Regions from separate parts of the Mus musculus genome. Here all the other regions are linked to region 1. Evidence: chromatin contacts called from public HiChIP or PLAC-seq and promoter capture Hi-C data. All regions are on one chromosome and are shown on one strand. The core of a region is the stretch at or near the end of the contact, and the rest is flanking DNA. Distances in the headings are between cores, read along the strand shown.

Region 1 (3,410 bases), core at 264-2,763:
CAGTAGAAAGACAGTCTTGACACAGGAAAGGGCTGCTTGACGTGGTCCCGAGAATCTAAAAGAGGTCAGAAGGCTATGAGAGACATTTTTTAGTAGTGGAAATAAAAAGAAAATATGGACAGACACCCAGAAAATAAGAGGACAAAATGACACTGTGACTCACAGTGCTGAGAGAGTGGTTAATGACCTGGGACCAAACTGGTTCCTCTTTCATATCTCACATATTACTAGATATTCTTTAAGCATAATATTTTTATTAATTCTTTGAGAACTTCACACATACATACAATGTATTTGATCATATTTACCCCTAAATATTTCCAGATCCGATCTCTCTTCCAGACCCTATCACCTCTCCTTGATGCCCTCTTCCTTTTTCCAATAGATCTCAATTCAATTTGTACAGTATATACACTTATCTGTGTGTGTGTGTGTGTGTGTGTGTGTGTGTGTGTGTGTACAGTTGGGCCGTAGGGCCATCCACTAGAGCAAGGTCGACCTTCTAGGGACCACATCGCTAAAGAAAACTGACTCTCCTTCCCTCCTTAGCCCCTTCCAGGGTTTACACAGGAAACCACAGCTGCAGTGGACATGACAAAGAATCACCTAAACTTCCCTTTCTCCTCAGTGAACAAGCATGAAAGGATCATCTGAGAAGACCTCTGACGGTTCAAGACAAGTTATCTTACAACAATAATATGAATGAGCATGAGACAGAAGACTGTGACAACGAAGCACATCTTTACTTTACTTGGTAGCAAGCATGCTAACCTTGTACAGTACCACTACCTAGGGGCATTAATACATAGATCAAACTTCTTGAAGAAATGACTTTTGAGATATGCCATTATTTACTTTGTTTGCTTTGTGTGTTTTGGTAAATGTCGAACTGAGTCCACAATACCGTCGATGTTGGAAAGTGGCTCGCGTAACAGAACAAAATCTCAAAACAAATTAACAGGACCCCATTGCTCGAGTTCCGGAGTTCCCGAAACAGGCGAAGCTCACAAGAGGGGCTGGCAGGTGCAGCTGAATGCGACCACCTCTGGCGCTTTTGTTCAACCTTGAAACCTTCCCCACAGGAGACTGCCTGAGCAGAGAAGCAAACGTTAGAAACAAAGAGAGATCTAGCGGAAAGCCTCTGGGACCAAGGAGTGGAGGTGGGACTCTGAGTTGGCTGTGGCACCTGGTGCCCGCTATTAATAATAAGGCTGCGGTGCGTTTATAAGGTACTTGATTAAGCAAAGGCACTGCGCTGTGTGATAAGAATAACTAACCACAGCACCACGCCTTTGACCTTTTCAACGTGGGCTGTTTGCGCTAAGCGTTGTTTGCGGAGAACTAGATCTCATCTGACCCCAGACACTGAACACAAGTGCTGTGGCATCCTGGGCCACCCAGGCTGACAGGAGCGGCCCCCTGAGCGCACGAGGAGCCCCACGAGGGGGCGGGACCCACGGCCGTCCCGCCCGCACAGCGCGCCACAGGCACCTGCAGCCGAGCCGCCACCCGCAGTCGCAGCGCGTCCGGAGGCCGAGCCCAGTCGCCAGCTCCTGCTCTGCTCCTCTCCCGCCTGCCGCCGCGCTGCACGCCTCGAGCACTCCCTCGGCCCCGGCGGGGACCGGGGACCCCGCAGCTACCGCCATGCTGCCAGTGCTCTACACCGGCCTGGCGGGGCTGCTGCTGCTGCCTCTGCTGCTCACCTGCTGCTGCCCCTACCTCCTCCAAGATGTGCGGTACTTCCTGCGGCTGGCCAACATGGCCCGGCGGGTGCGCAGCTACCGGCAGCGGCGACCCGTGCGTACCATCCTGCGGGCCTTCCTGGAACAAGCGCGCAAGACCCCACACAAGCCCTTCCTGCTGTTCCGAGACGAGACGCTCACCTACGCCCAGGTGGACCGGCGCAGCAACCAAGTGGCGCGGGCGCTGCACGATCAACTGGGCCTACGACAGGGGGATTGCGTAGCCCTCTTCATGGGCAATGAGCCGGCCTACGTGTGGATCTGGCTGGGACTGCTCAAACTGGGCTGTCCCATGGCGTGCCTCAACTACAACATTCGTGCCAAGTCTCTGCTGCACTGCTTTCAATGCTGCGGGGCGAAGGTGCTGCTGGCCTCCCCAGGTGAGCTGCAAAACCGCCGGCCCTAACCCTGGAGGTGGGAGGATAGAGGCACTTGGTTTCGGGGTTGCAGTGTGGTGTGGGGCCGGGAAGCAGGAAAAGAGGTCAATTCCAGGTGTACGACGCTGATTAACAATCCTTATAATTCCTAGATGTAAAGTGGCCTGTCTTTCGAAGCGCTTCAGTCCTCCAATGCGGAGTCCAGATTGCGTATGATACCTAACACGGTGTTGAATACTAAACCACTCATTCTTACCTGTGTTGTTTAGAGATGGCAAGAAGAAGTGTGTATCCATGTTATGTGCGAGGCAGTTCCCACCCACCCTCAATGTTAACCCAGGGGACCGCTGTATATGCACAATGTTGTTTTTAATCTTCACAACTCATATCATGGGATTTCTATGTGCAGCCCAGAAATCCAAAGCTTCACGTGCAGTGTCTAAGGAAGACTTGGGGCTGTCCAAAGGGATCCACTTCTAAATCCATTCCTCCAATCAGAACTTAACACATTTACATTAAAATTCAGAGGGCCTTGGATGAGAACCGCAGTGGATCCAGCCCCTAGCTTTGGTAGACTTACAGTCATGGGAAAGTCGCTTCCCTGTCCCCGTCCTCTCTTTTCCTCAGCTCCCAGCAGTTAGTGTCTGAACAACACCCTTGCTGCTTCTCACAGTCAGTAAGGAGAGACCGGACCAGGAAAAAGTAAAAAGACATTAGTAACCATACAGAAGATGAGAGGATCCAACTCTTTGGGATGCCCATTGGTGCCAAATACTGTAATGGATGGTTTTAATATTCTGATAAATTAAAAATCACTCCTCCGTTATATGATTGAGGAAACATATAGAATTTTCCAGCCTAGCTCCGTCTTCAAAGCCCACGTTTCTTATACAGTGCCATCCTCTACACAGATGTATGCTTTAGAGCTTCAGAGAGTCAAGGGTCTATCTGCTCTGCCCTTCACTTCATAGCTCAGGAAACTGAGACAAACCAAGCAGTTTGCCTAGTGCCCTCAAAAGTCTAAATGCCCATTTACTTCTAAGAAACCAGGAAATGTATAAGCCTGCCCTATGTGACATAAAATACGTAATATGAAAAGCAGAGGCTTTGAAACTAAAGTTTATAAAGTAGAGAGATGGTTTTAAAGGCATCAAATAATGCAAAGGGCCCGGACCTTCGAAGATACTCCCAACAGTCTCTAAGGACTTCTCCCTCGGAACCAGGAGGCTGTCACGGCCTGCTCTGTCGCCAGCTTTCTCAGAACGAAGTTATGAATACAGTGACCTGTGTT
Region 2 (3,410 bases), core at 441-2,940, 960 kb before region 1:
AGTCCATGAAGCTGCCCAACAAGAGTGCTGGGAACCAAACTCAGATCCTCTGCAAAAGCAGCTGCACATCCTTGGCCGCTGAGCCACCTCTCTAACCCCACTCCAATCTTTCTTTTTTCTTTTTTTAATTTTTTATTAGGTATCTTCCTCATTTACATTTCCAATGCTATCCCAAAAGTCCCCCATACCCACCCCCCCAACTCCCCTACCCACCCACTCCCACTTTTTGGCCCTGGCGTTCCCCTGTACTGGGGCATATAAAGTTTGCAAGTCCAATGGGCCTCTCTTTGCAGTGATGGCCGACTAGGCCATCTTTTGATGCATATGCAGCTAGAAACAAGAGCTCCGGGGTACTGGTTAGTTCATAATGTTGTTCCACCTATAGGGTTGCAGATCCCTTTAGCTCCTTGGGTACTTTCTCTAGCTCCTCCATTGGGGGCCCTGTGTTCTATCCTATAGATGATGGTGAGCATCCACATCTGTATTTGTCAGGCACTGGCATAGCCTCACTCGAGACAGCTCTATCTGGGTCCTTTCAGTAAAATCTTGCTAGTGTATGCAATGGCACTACAATCTTCCTTAACCACCCAGTTGGTCAACTGGAATGAAAGGCATATCTGATCTACACCCAAACACTGCCTAACGCAGTATATGAGCAGTCTCCTGATCTCTACCATGTAGTAGCCTGGAAATACCACAAAACAATGTGCTTTGATTGTTTGTTTTGTTTGAGACAGCGTCTCACTATGTAGTTCTGGAGCAAGCTGGCCTGAAACTCAGTTTCTGCCTCTTGGCAGAAACCTGTCTCTGCCTCTCAAGCGCTGGGATTAAAGGTGTGTACCACCACAGCCAGCTTAATTTTTAATAGAAACAAATGTTTAAATGTAGATGATGCTCCAAAGTACTACAGTTATATGTGGCTCCACATAATCAAACTTTTAAATATTCATGTATGCCTCATAGTTCTATTACCAGTAAATCCCACAAAATCTTACGCATCTTTTCAAAAACAAAAATGAATAACCATTCTCTCTCTCTCTCCATAGACCTCCCAAGGCATCCCAAACATGCTTTCTAACTTTACAGACTAATTCCAAGTTCTATTATAAAGATCTGGGAAAGAAGAGTCCACGCAGTATTTGAAAGTCGATCACTCATTATATAATACAGTCCAAATTAGAATGTTTAATAAAAACAAACCAACCTTCTAGCTTCTACACTACCAGAAGATGCTATGCAGAATGCTGGGGGGTCGGAGGTGGGGGTATGGGGGTGAGAGGAAGTCAACAGTCTCACTCAGCTGGGAACGCTGGGAACTAAGATACTGATTCATATGCCAAGAGATAGATGCCCACATGTGGCACAAATGTCATGGGTGTAACCAAGTTTTCTTTTAATATCACAAAAAATTGGTCCCTCAGAACATCTCACATATTTTGACAGGATTTGTTAATGAACAGGACTCTCACATAAGAACCAGGGGATAAAAAAGCAGCAGTCAGATTAAAACTTCCTTCCTTCCTTCTGGAGAAACGGATTACACTCCCTGCATGCCTTTCAAACTTCCGCTTTCTTTTCTTAATTATCAATTCATTTCTGCATTATTTTTCTTGACAGTACAAATGTTCAGTTTGTCAAAATGAGGAAGAAAAAGGCTGCTCTCAAGCTCTGACTGCAGGAGCTTCCAGCAGTAACTCTGACCCCTATCAGTCATGAAGTGTAACTTCATTTCCTAAGAAATGTAGGAAATGTGAAACCTCAGAGCGCCACAGACTCCCCTACCTTCATTTTCCTCGAAGATGTCAGCTAAAGAGCACTGAGGTGGATATCAGACACCGGCATGGAAGCACACTCCCACAATCTCAGTGCTCAGGGCCGGAAGATTACAACCTGAAGGCTAGCCAGGATTACAGAGTAAAACCATCACTAAATCTAAAAGACACATCTCAGAAGTAAGTATCGACCAGTGCTCTCTACCTCATTTCCTCAGAGACCAACCGTTGTAAGAACAGAACAGAACAGAACGCGCTCAGGAGCAGAGCTGCTAAGGGGCCTCACAGGAGGTGCCTGACAAAAGGCGCATCCCCTCTACAAAGTCCTCCTTTCATTTGTGAACAAAGAATTTAGCCTAACTGGCATCTCATTTACTAGGTGCCTAAAACAAGCCAATAAACAGCCTATCTATCAGGTGGCTTTTTTTCCTGTAAGCTTTACATCTAAGAGTCAAATAAACCCTAAGAAACCAAAAACGTAACTTCCATCTATAAGGCGCATGTCTCAAGGGGGCTTCTTACGTGTACAGGTTGCAGGGTCTCACCTCCATGCCGCTGTCACCATCCTTGGATTGCTGGAAAGCTTCCATTGTCTCCCGGCACTCTCTGAGATCGCTCTGCAGCTGAGACACCAGATGTCGCTTCACGGAGTTGCTAGTCAGCAAGCGCTGGACTTGCGTTTTCAGCTTCAGGATAAGCTCATCCTTCGAAGGGTCTTCATCTGGGGACTCCTGCTGTGTGACCCTGATGGGGAAACTGCCCGTTTAGCATAAAAGCAAGAAACAAATCAAAGACCCATAAAGCCCTAGCCACATGTGGTCATGGTTTCTATCCCTTACAGTCACAGCATTTTGAACTTTCTTTCTGAACATTTTGTTTCTTTGTTTCCTATGCTTCATACACGCTAGGCAAGCATTCTAACACTGAGCTAAACGCTGCTAAAGGGTTTGGAACTTGGGGATTGGAGAGATAACTTGGTAATGAAGAGCATGTGCTGCTCTTTCGGAAGGCCTGGATTCAATTCTCAGTACCCACGAGGGGGCTCACAACCATCAGTAGCTCCAGGGGATCTGATGCCCTCTTCTGGCCACCAAGGTCACCAGACACTCATACAAAGCACATACAAACATACAGGCAGAACACTAATACACATAAAACAAAAATAAATAAGTTAGAACTCGGTCATACACAAGGATATCACCTTTGCAAAAGCAAGCTCACCCCCCCACACATGGCATGTTCCCCCTTGGTGGCATGCTCCCCTTGGTGGCATGCTCCCCTTGGTGGCATGCTCCCCTTGGTGGCATGCTCCCCCTTGGTCTTTCTGCCTGACACAGCTCACACTTGTGATTTTTGGTATGTGTCATACTAATATTGAGCAAGGTGATACAGATATTAGGAAGAAAAAAGTAGCAACATCAGCTATCCTAACCAGCAACTGCTCTTCTCTCTTCCAGCTGACCGACCCAAGAGCCTGGGTGGACCCCGGCAACCTCCAGAAAACTGAAACAAAACCAAGCTTCTCTAGACTCCGCGTTCTCCTCTCTCCTTGTCCATTGCCTTTCTCTGCAGTAGTAAGCACTGGACCTAGTGGCCTGTGCATGCTACCCAGGTGCTCTCCTGCTGAGCTGGGTCCCA
Region 3 (3,410 bases), core at 460-2,959, 850 kb before region 1:
TGTGCTCCATCTAGTCTCAAGAGTCTGGCTTCATTTAATGTTCAGGATGGAACGGGGGCAGGATCTACAGAAGTGGACAATCTCTTTTGTCAGCTGCAAAAACGGATTAGCAGAAGTTTGATGCTCTGCTCAGGGACCACAGGGCTCATTAATGTGGAGCTTAGATCTTCTCGTGGTTGAAGCTGTCTGTATCATGGTACCACCCGGCACCAAAGAAGTGAACCATATAGAAGAGATGCTACACCAGATTTAGGGAAAAGTACAAGACAGACACATGCGACTACGTGCTGGACACTACTTTAAACTCAAGATTATGACAATTTATCCAGAAGACATCTATTACTAACAGTCCTTTTTGGGGTCCTGAATTAGATAGAGGCTTCCCCATCATGACTACCTTCTTAAAGTCTGTCATGTACCAAAGTAGATATAACATAGGGACATGTTTAAAATGAGAATGAATCTTGGAACCAAAACATTTATGGCTTAATGATGCTGCATCACCTTCTCCTCTACCTCTCCATCCAGGAGACCCCAAACTAGCACTTTAGCTCCGTCCTACCGTGCCATCCTCTTTACCAAATTATGGTGTGGCAAGATGGCCCTGGCCAGATGCTGATGTGAGCTGATGAGCCATGAGCTGGTGTCAGCACCACATTGCTGGACTCCCCAGACTCCAGAAGCACACACACATAACTTTCTTACTCTTTATAAACTGTCCCATCGTGAGTATTGTGTTATAGTGTAACAGCCCTGTGAGGACACTTGTCCTCCCCCCCCCCTTTGCTAATCAGATAATTGAATCAAGGAACCCCTAGAAGTAGACTTTTCTCAAGAATCTCATGCTGTGAGAAGGAAAACACTGAAGCTTGGTGTCAGCCAGAAGAGGAACTTGTCTCCCAGGAAGAGATTCCCCACAGTTCCAAGTTCTCAGAGCACTTTAGAAGAAAGGACCGGAGGTACATCGAGGAAGATCAATGGTGGGGAAGAGCATAGCCACCCTGGGTCTGCTTGGTTGTATAGACTTCTTGCCATCCACCTACACATAAGCCAAGACTCTGAAGATAGACTCTGGACCCTCTTTATTCACAACTTTACCAATGTGACCAAACTGAATACGTCCACTTGCTGAGTTTCCCACTATTGCTTTGTCTTCTTAGTTGGCCAATTGAGGACAGGCTACAGCTAGGTAGAGACACTTGCTGGTACCCAGGCTCTGACTGGAACACCTCCGGTAACAACATTATTTGGTGGCATTTGAATTTAGCCACCAAAGATGGTAAATATGCCTTCCATTCCACCTTACCCAGTTAGCCTTTGTGTTCCAAGAAAGCAGGGATTGGAACAAACAAAGGTGAATTCTCGCTGACAAAAATTTTCATGCCGTCTTAGGAGAGTCCCTGGGCCTTGTGTCTTTTATTCAATGGTTCTGATTTTGTGATTACAATTCAAAAGTTGCAACTAATACCCTAAAGCAAGTCTTTGTGGCACTGTGCCCAAGGCCAGCTAGTATGAGATTTTTATCAGTGTGGAAAGGCCTAATCCAAGGAGGCCACAGGTGCTGTCTCTGCTCTTCTGGGACTGAATGCTCCTAATGCAAATGTGAATTGAGACGTCGGCTGGCAGAGCCTGCCCGGCTTAGGTTTACTTTCGCCACATCAGCTGACTGCTTTCTCCAGGCTCTCTCTTGACAGAGGCAGGGAATCCCCGCTGTGTCAAAGAATTGATACATTCAGAAGAGAAAAGGCTTTAAAAGTGCTAATATAAGGGGGCCCGTTACAACTGAATAATTGATGCCAGCAGCTGCTAAATCAGAGGCCTGTGGTTGGAAAGGCAGGCCCTTCTTACTCCCCTAAGGCTCTCCTTCCTTGAGACACAGGCTCTGGTCTGCCTCCATTTCCATGGTTTTGCTCCCTCCACTGCTTTGTTTTGAATACGCGGGAGTCATTGGTGCCAATGCAAAAGCATCTCCAACCTCCCCCCCCCCCAGCATGGGTTTTTTACTCCGGTAGCCTCTTTGAAGTTGGACACAGCTCCTCATTTGGTGGATGGCATCACAGGACAGTGGCCTGTCCAGTTTCCTTCCTCTTACAATGCCAATGAGTGAGAATAGTACAGAACAGAGATTCAGCCAATGTGCTGCAGATACACAGCAGGAGGAAGAAATACTGAGACAACATGCACTGTCCCGCTAATGTAAAACAGGCCATGATTGGCGCTACCAGGGTCAGCCTGAAGAAGTGAGAGTCTTAAAGAGTATGTTCTTCGCCAGACAGTGGTGGTGCATGTCTTTAATCCCAGCACTTGGGAGGCAGAGGCAGGAGGATTTCTGAGTTCCAGGCCAGCCTTGTCTACAGAGTGAGTTCCAGGACAGCCAGAACTACACAGAGAAACCCTGTCTTGAAAAAGAAAAAAGAAAAAAAAAAGAGCATGTGCTTCAAAACTCAGACAGGCTTGGGCTGACCTGAGATTTGCATGTACTAGCTATTCAATTTTGTGACTCATGTCTTTGACCTATGCAGTGGTCACTATGTTGGATGACAGTGTTCTTCTTGGACATCTTCAATTCCACCTGCTTAGCTTGGCGCGCGGATGAAAAAGCCCCAATTACTTTTAAGGGACCTCAAACAAGAGCTCTTTCTATAGGGGCATTATAACAGCAGGATTAGCTAATCTTGGGGAGCCAGGGAAGATTTCTCAGAGAAAGTCAAGTTGGGAATGGGGTGTGGGGGTGGGATATTGCAGGAAAGAAAGACAAGCCATGAAGGTTGTAATAGGGGTTCCCAGACAATGGGCACAGCTAAGAGCAAAAGAAAGGGTATTCTACCACACTAAGGACTGCAGTGAGAGACTACAGTCTGCAGATATGTCAAGGAGTATCAGCAAAGATTACAATACCCTCATTTCCTGATGAGCTGTCTGAGGCAGTCTTGGAGTGTGGAAGGTGAGTCCTCTGAAGTCTTTTATTCTCCAGACCCAGAACAGTGTGAAACCACAGTGAGATTTCTGAACATATGCTGAAGTTTTGATCATATTTGCCAAATTTCAGCCAACCCTAGCTTAAATGTGATCCCAATTTCTCTTCATCCGTCCGTGAGATTCCAAACTCCATTTCCTTCCAACCCACTTCTTAGACTAAATAAATAAAAGCTAAAAATACAGCAAAGGTCATGTATCGTCAATGAGATGGAAAAGCAGGAATGACTCACAGGAGGGAATCTGCTCCCCAGGAAAGTCTTGCTGCATGTCCTTTGCTCTGAAAGGTTAGGCAAGAAGCCAGCACCATGCTCTTCAGATACCCAGTGTAGTTCTCAGGCCTGCTACCAGGACTCGAAGCCTGCCAGGCCCAGATACAAAGGGCTGGCACCTTGTGCAGCCGGTGATAGAGGCAAGCCCAGAGGCAGGTGCCA
Region 4 (3,410 bases), core at 441-2,940, 740 kb before region 1:
TTGTTTAACCTACTCAAGGCTGGGGGAAGGGCATATTTTCTCAGTCATTCTTTATCTTAGTTTTTGAGATAGGGTCCCATGCTGAACTCAGAGCTTATGGATCCTATTAGGCTTTTTGGCCAAAGGACTCCAAGGATCTACATTTCTCTAACTTGCACTACCACATGCTGGGGTTACAGATGAGTGCCAAGCTTTATGTTGTACCAATAATCCAAACTTAGGTGTTCATTCTTGTGCATCAAGAACTCTTCCAACTGAGCCATCTCTCTGGCTCCAATGATGACATATTTACAAATAAATGTAAATGAATTTGAGCTTGTGGGTCTAATATTGTCTTTGACTTCTAATTTATTTAATCAACTTGTCTTGGTTTTTGCTGTTTTCTGAAAAAAAGTCTTACTATATAGCCTAGATTGGCCCTAAGCATGCTGAAAAGCCCAGGCTATCCTTGAACTCCTGATCTTCTTGCCTTAGAGCCTCTTTAGGTCTGGGATTACAGACATGTTCTATGGAACCTGGTTCTGATTATCTTTTCAATTTTGAAAACAAACAAATAAACACCAAACAAACAAGCAAACAAAAACCAACCAACAAGACCAAAACAAAAACAGGAAAACTGTTGTAAGGAGATAACTAATGGACTTTTAAAATATCAGCAACCAGTTAGGAGCAGTCTGTGTAACTTTTAAATAAATGCTTATGCACAAGAACACTTCCTTAGAATAAGAATAATCACCCACAACTGTTTTTCAGGATGATATAAGAAGCTGATATTTAAAACTATTTATCAGGCTGGAGAGATTAGCAGTTAGAAGTATTTGTTGTTATTGCAGAAGTGGGGTTCCCAGCACTCACATGGAGACTTAATAACCTTCTGATGCCCTCAAACTCCGAGGATCCCAGGCACGTACATGGCACACTTATGTGCATGCGGGCAAAATACTCATATAGGTAGAATAAAATAAATCTAAAATTACATATTGATTTACAACTCTTCAAAGAATTTTGGGCAGCTTAACAAAATATGTATACTACCCATGGCAGGGATACAGTATAAGTGTGTGGAAAACCTGCATACTTAGTAGAGGTTGGCCACAGGCAGGTCTGTCAGTTAATAAGATTCAGAGGATTAGTGAGAGAAACTGAGGAAGCCACTAAGACCTGCCTGGGAAGCTGCCCGTGCTGAAGACACAAGTGGCTTTCCTCACAGGAACAAGTGGCTCTGTGGGTGGACCAGTGAGTGACCCCAGGCCTGGCTTTCCAGCTCTCAAATCGTGACTGAGGCAACACCAAGTGTAATGTTCTTAAAGCAAGCTCCCACACACCATCCCTTGGAAGTCTGTGAGCAGCCGATTTCCTGGTGAAGCACCTGGATTAAACTGTTTGACAAAGGTCTACCAGACGGGCATCTGAATAAGGTCACTTGCTGAGTGTAGTCTCAAATTTAAGCCGGTTTTCTTCTGAGGAGAGTTTTTTGGCAGCCATTGGCAGGCAAGGGCCTGCCTCTCACCACACAACACAATTATTGAAGACAGTGGAATCTACTGTCTTGAGTGGTGGGGTCCTCTGCTGAAGGAACAACTCTCCATTGCTTCAGGGCAGAGACTGGAAGGCGTGTGTGGCTCTTGGGTCTGTCAGTGTTAAACCTGCATTCAGTGTAGAGATTACAGGCCTGGGGGCACAGGAGCGAAGCTGGGTGGAATGCTACAATCGCAAGCATTGTGTTAGGCTCGCTGCTCTGTGTAACTGCTTGCGGTGCTTGGCATAGCAGATTTTGTGGGGGTGCTATGAAAAAGCTTTTTATCCTCAAAATAATTAAATGAAAAGGAGGATGTCCTGGAACGTGGCCTAACTCTGGGGAATTTGTCTGCTCTGGAGAAAAGTGGGACACTGAATAGGATATGATTTGTGGAACAGTGAAGATTTTCTCGAATTCCACTTTAAGGAATTTTCAAGTTCGTCCATCTACAATTTTAAACAACTTTCAAGTAGGATAGACAGATTACTTCAGACTTTGTATTTAAAGGGTGACGCATGGGGACAAGCATTCTCTGATGCAGTGAGGCTAAAGGCATGATAAAGAATTCCTTTTTATAAAATATTAAGACTAAGCAGAATATGATAATTAGTCAAAAAAAAAGCAGGAGCAAAAGTGAATGTCAGAGGCTTCTTTTGTCTGATTTGAATATGCAAATATATGCTGATGACAGTCTTCCAGAACTCTTGTTTATTTAAGCATATATGAGTCTTCATATAGATGGCTGTATTAATGAGCCTATATCACTTTCACATCTTTGTGGCTGAAACAGAAACATTATTTTTAAGCTGTTCCAAAAAGGCAGATTTTCCCCAGTGGTAAAAATATTGTTGCTGCCTATAAAGTATCTGGTGACGCTTTAGCCCTGTGACAGTTTGCGTTGACTGGTGTCCTTAAATGGGCCAAAGATCACCAGCTTTGTTGTAATCCCAATGAATGGCTTTACAGTTCCGTAGACACTTCAGCCAATAGTTTGAAGAAAGCCAAAGAGCCAATGTTGGGTTTGATCCCCAGCACTACACATTTTTAAATATCAACAAAATATTAAAAAGCTTAAAATGAGCCGGGCGTGGTGACGCACGCCTTTAATCCCAGCACTCAGGAAGCAGAGGCAGGCAGATTTCTGAGTTTGAGGCCAGCCTGGTCTACAGAGTGAGTTCCAGGACAGCCAGGGCTATACAGAGAAACCCTGTCTCGAAAAACAAACAAACAAACAAACAAACAGACAAAAACAAAACCTTAAAATGACCACAAATATTTTGTAGATGTTGGTTAAAATGTCTTTCTGCCATATTAATTCTATGCTTATTTTAATTGGGTACACCTCTATAAATTCACACTACATCACAGTAAGCTTTGCACTACAGTCAGGAGTGAACCTTCTCTGAAAAGCTTAATGGGAGGGAGTCATGGTGGGTGGTGGGAAGGTTTTAATGGCTAGCTACTTTCCTCAGACCACAGCAATTATACAACCACCACTCCCATCCTTTCCAAGTAGGAACTCCGGGCTTAGAGGACACTGCATGCCTCTGCTCTTACCAGCAGTTGAAAAGAAAGTACTTCAGGAGAGCCATCGCTTCCTCCCACTGGTCTCCTAGTTTCAAAGTCCAGAGCAACATCAAACAGGGCACTTTCTCTTTGAATGTGCCTTAAATATTTGCAAAAAAAATAGCTGTTTTGTTCACCCTGCCTTCTCTTGTCTGAGATAAAATTCAAGGATAGAAAAATCTCTGTTTTGAACCACCACTAAATCTCACTTATTTTTGGTCAATTAGTTCATTTTATGACAGTACCCAAAGATTCATTCTCAGGTCCAGCATGTTAGACCCCTCTCCACGTTTGCTTTCTTGATTTTGAAATGCATTGGGAAGAT
Region 5 (3,410 bases), core at 449-2,948, 690 kb before region 1:
TGTGTATCTTTGGTGAAAAATATCTTTGATTCCTCCCCCCCCCACCAGGTTGTTTATCTTATTACTCTTGCATGGTAAAGAATGTGTGTGTGTGTGTGTGTGTGTGTGTGTGTGTGTGTGTGTGTGTGTGTGTGTTGTATCTAAAAAAGCTTTGCCACACTTTAGGACACTGATTACTAATTAGTTTAAAAGGAGGTATAGGGGCCAGCTGGTAAGCTATCTTATCAGGACAGATGCTTGCTGGCAAGCTTGATGACCTGCATATGTTCCTGGAACTCACATGGTGGAAGGAAAACACTGACACCCATAGGTTGTTCTATGATTCTGTGCCCATGCACACCCACATTAAATAAATTTAATTTTAAAAAGTACAAGGTATACATTTTCCTTGCGAAGGTAACATACATATCTCCTTTCTCTCTCTCATTCCAGATTGGGGGGGGGGCACATGCAGAGGGCTCTAAAGAAGTCCACTGTTGTCAACCTTATGTCCTTCCATCAGAAAGAGTGGGGAGACTTTTTGTGCGTACATTTTATACAGAGAAAAGCTAGCTGAGAGCCAGAAGTCAAAGAAGGTCTTGTGAATCTATTCTCTCTGTACATGACTTCAGACACGATGCTTTGCGGGCTAGCCTTGACTTCCCTGTTATTTGTAAGCCAAATAAACCTTTCCTTCTCAGTGGGCAGGGCATCTGTCAGGGCATATTGTCACAGCAAAAGAAAAGTAATTCATGAGCTGTGTGAACTCCACCTCAGTCATTCACTCAGTTGTGCCTGTGTTTTGAGAACCAGTCTGCCAGGCAGTGTGTCAGGTGCTGAGGACAGTGCTCCTGCCCTCGAGTTGGTTGCTTATAGTTGGTAGTGATGGTGAGGCAACAGCTAGATGGACAGTACGTGCACAAGAAAAGAAGTATTCAGGGTGACTTTTCTTAGCCCAGCACAGTAATGGGGGAGTTGTGCTGGAGATGGTATGCTTTTAATAGGGTCTCGGGTTTCCTTAGGTAACAGAAAAATGAGGGGTGAACTGGATACCGAATGAAAAAATGAGGGCATGACTGGCTAGGTATGGTTGAGGAGAAGGTTTCTTATAGTTGTGACAGAGAAAACAGCCAGAGACATCTGGAAGGGGAGGGGGGTTCAGACTAAACATGGTACTGCCACCTCTCTCTCTCTCTCTTTCTCTCTCTCTCTCTCTCTCTCTCTCTCTCTCTCTCTCTGTGTGTGTGTGTGAGAACCACAGATGGTGGGTGGGACTTGTTCCAGGTTTCTTTGAGGCCTAACAGATGCTAAAGGTTTCTTCTCATCATTAGTGGTGTCTTATGAAGGCCTACCTATGCTTGCATCCTAGAAGGAAGAGCAAAGATATTCACATCTATTTTATGTTGCTTGCTTTGGAAATAAATTTGAATAAGAAGCAATAGGTGATCATTTTATGGTCTTTGGCACATATCTGCTGAACATTAAGGAAGAAAAAAATGTCAAATTAAAAAAAAAAAAGACTGAGAGGGATCAGAGGAAAGGTATGGATGGGTCTTCAACTGGGGCTGTACTCAGCCACATCAGGGCAAAGAAAAACCTGGTCAATCGGCCTTGCTGCTTACCCAGCGAAAGGTGGTGGCCACGGTTGACAGCTGTTGCCTGGAGAGGGGGGAGGAGGAGCTGGGGGCGGGACAGCCTGAAAGGCAGCCACTTCTGCGGACCTGCAGGATTTCCGCTGAGATCCCGGAAGAAAGCCATTCCTGCCACTTTAATCTCGTGATGCTTAGCTGTGCTGCACTTCTGGAAACTGCAGAGGGATCTAGCAAAATATGGCTGCGGAGGACCCTGCCACTCGACGAGTCCAGGTGGCAGAACATCCCAGGTGGGGGAGAGGCGTGGCCGGGATCCCGGGCTGGAGAAGTGCACAAGGCGCTCATTGCTTTAGGCGGCTTCTTTTGAGTTACGTGTGTGTGTGTGTGTGTGTGTGTGTGTGTGTGTGTGTGTGTAGACAGCTTCTTTTGAGTTAGGGCTTGTGTGCGTCTGCATGTGCGTGTGTGTTCCTGGAAGCAGACAGAACCCTTAGGATTCTAGACTTCTGGGTCTCAGACACCGCGCCAGGGGTTGTGTGTGTTGCTTCACACGGAGGCCTTTGCTCTTTCTTAGGGAAGGATTCAGTAAAAATGCCCAGCTCTTCCTGGAACTGCTAGTTATCTTGCCTGTCGAGTGATAGTGCTTTTTCCAAGTTTCGTCCTATCTACTTATTTTTGAGTCTCTGCATCTTTGACAAATCTGATCACCTCTAAACTGTCATCAAGGCACTAATTTGTTGCTAGTTTCTAGCTACAGAACTCCCAATTCTTTTTTGATGTCTAGTGGAGGGTCTTTTTAAAATTACAGATACTTTGTAGGAATACTTTGTTCTGGTTTCTGGAGCTGGAATCTCACAGAAGCTGTTCACTTGCTGTTCTGTTAGAAGTCCGAGGGCCTCTCTGAGGTTGGTTGCTTTTGAGTGTAACTCTTTCCTGCTCTCCTTTCTGTTTTGGTTGATGAGACTGTACTTTCCTATGGCTTGAAAACGCTCCTTCCTGGGCAAGTCAGCAAACGATGTACCTTTAGTTGCTAGGATAAAACATACCTTACTCTAGAGACAGTTTAGATTACTTCTGGCTGTCGTTGAATGTGTTAAGATTCTCTGAGGTCAGTCTTTGTACAGTGTGGTTGTTTTTACAGATTCAGTGAATGAGAGACCACATAGTTCAAATGACTCCCCAGGAATCCATTTCATGAAAAGAAACCCACCCTTTCTGGTAGTGTAGTCTTGTACAAAACATGTCTATGAATAAACTTCAAATATGATATTTTTGAGCTAGGGTCTTAATGTGTAGTTCTGGCTGGCTTGAACTAGCCTGACTTCTAACTTGGAGAGAGTTACCTACTCTCTCCAAGTCTCTGCCTAGGACTAAAGATGTGTGTCATCACACTCAGCCGATTTTATATGGTTTTTTTTTTTTTCATAAAGATCACTTTCCATAGTTATGCAGAAGGGAGGATGTTGCTAATATAGCACCATTGCTAAAAGAGGAGTTCCGATGTAGTGCTCTTTCATGCCGTTCATGGTTGTTACAGTTTTTACTCACCAAACAACGATTTAGTGTTGCTTTATCTGTGTTAGCGCCAGGAAAGCCCATAGTGGTCATGTAAGCTCTGTTCTGCTGCTGCAGAATCTGTTTTGAGACAGTGTCTCTACGATCCACGGACCACACTGAACTCTTCATCCCCTGCCTGCACCTCAAGTGTACAATCATGCTCATCTGTTGTTGTACTTGTGTATACTGTTATCAGCTTCACACAACGTTCTGTAGGAATATTTTAGAGCATCCTATTTTAGAAAGGGGGAGACTTAATAAATCTAGATGATGTACTCTACACAT

Evidence for each region. Promoter capture Hi-C pulls out the DNA fragments that hold promoters and counts their contacts. HiChIP or PLAC-seq counts read pairs in DNA pulled down with a chosen protein or histone mark.
Region 2: a promoter capture Hi-C map of hippocampal neurons shows a contact between it and region 1, with 3 times the contacts expected there. The contact joins the enhancer-like site here to the promoter of Slc27a2 in region 1. A contact is called at or near these places in 5 of 39 promoter capture datasets (the 3T3-L1 cell line, embryonic stem cells, hippocampal neurons and 1 more), 3 of 115 datasets of contacts at active chromatin or transcription factors (embryonic stem cells and stem cell-derived neural progenitor cells) and 2 of 9 other capture datasets (adipose tissue and liver).
Region 3: an H3K4me3 HiChIP or PLAC-seq map of embryonic forebrain shows a contact between it and region 1, with 4 times the contacts expected there. The contact joins the enhancer-like site here to the promoter of Slc27a2 in region 1. A contact is called at or near these places in 6 of 39 promoter capture datasets (the HPC-7 cell line, HPC-7-derived erythroid cells, cranial neural crest and 3 more), 1 of 15 datasets of contacts at CTCF or cohesin (the NIH/3T3 cell line), 3 of 115 datasets of contacts at active chromatin or transcription factors (embryonic forebrain and embryonic stem cells) and 2 of 9 other capture datasets (adipose tissue and embryonic stem cells).
Region 4: an H3K4me3 HiChIP or PLAC-seq map of forebrain shows a contact between it and region 1, with 4 times the contacts expected there. The contact joins the enhancer-like site here to the promoter of Slc27a2 in region 1. A contact is called at or near these places in 11 of 39 promoter capture datasets (the 3T3-L1 cell line, the C10 cell line, the HPC-7 cell line and 7 more), 8 of 115 datasets of contacts at active chromatin or transcription factors (acute myeloid leukemia, embryonic forebrain, embryonic stem cells and 3 more) and 4 of 9 other capture datasets (adipose tissue, embryonic stem cells, liver and 1 more).
Region 5: an H3K4me3 HiChIP or PLAC-seq map of embryonic stem cells shows a contact between it and region 1, with 5 times the contacts expected there. The contact joins the promoter of Galk2 here to the promoter of Slc27a2 in region 1. A contact is called at or near these places in 6 of 39 promoter capture datasets (the 3T3-L1 cell line, the HPC-7 cell line, cranial neural crest and 2 more), 1 of 484 Hi-C or Micro-C datasets (embryonic stem cells), 13 of 115 datasets of contacts at active chromatin or transcription factors (astrocytes, bone marrow-derived macrophages, embryonic forebrain and 5 more) and 4 of 9 other capture datasets (adipose tissue, embryonic stem cells, liver and 1 more).

Annotation. Positions count from the first base shown.
Region 1 is chr2:126,551,511-126,554,920 of GRCm38.p6, forward strand. It overlaps Slc27a2 (solute carrier family 27 (fatty acid transporter), member 2), which reads left to right and starts at 1,514. Exons shown (of 10, transcript NM_011978.2): 1 at 1,514-2,122. The coding sequence starts at 1,645.
Region 2 is chr2:125,592,556-125,595,965 of GRCm38.p6, forward strand. It overlaps Cep152 (centrosomal protein 152), which reads right to left. Exons shown (of 28, transcript NM_001081091.1): 13 at 2,318-2,516. Among named protein-coding and RNA genes, the nearest start is that of Cep152, 31 kb to the right of the region's middle. Within about 2 kb of position 1,691, at least 4 of the 459 cell types and tissues checked have an H3K27ac peak or open chromatin away from gene starts, as enhancers often do. A contact at or near this core is called in hippocampal neurons, where this site is marked.
Region 3 is chr2:125,703,357-125,706,766 of GRCm38.p6, forward strand. The region is part of intron 1 of Shc4 (SHC (Src homology 2 domain containing) family, member 4); the gene reads right to left. Among named protein-coding and RNA genes, the nearest start is that of Gm35231, 13 kb to the left of the region's middle. Within about 2 kb of position 1,710, at least 36 of the 459 cell types and tissues checked have an H3K27ac peak or open chromatin away from gene starts, as enhancers often do. A contact at or near this core is called in embryonic forebrain and stem cell-derived epiblast-like cells, where this site is marked.
Region 4 is chr2:125,808,006-125,811,415 of GRCm38.p6, forward strand. No RefSeq gene overlaps it. Among named protein-coding and RNA genes, the nearest start is that of Secisbp2l, 27 kb to the left of the region's middle. Within about 2 kb of position 1,691, at least 45 of the 459 cell types and tissues checked have an H3K27ac peak or open chromatin away from gene starts, as enhancers often do. A contact at or near this core is called in forebrain, where this site is marked.
Region 5 is chr2:125,864,525-125,867,934 of GRCm38.p6, forward strand. It overlaps Galk2 (galactokinase 2), which reads left to right and starts at 1,699. Exons shown (of 10, transcript NM_001291002.1): 1 at 1,699-1,861. The coding sequence starts at 1,809.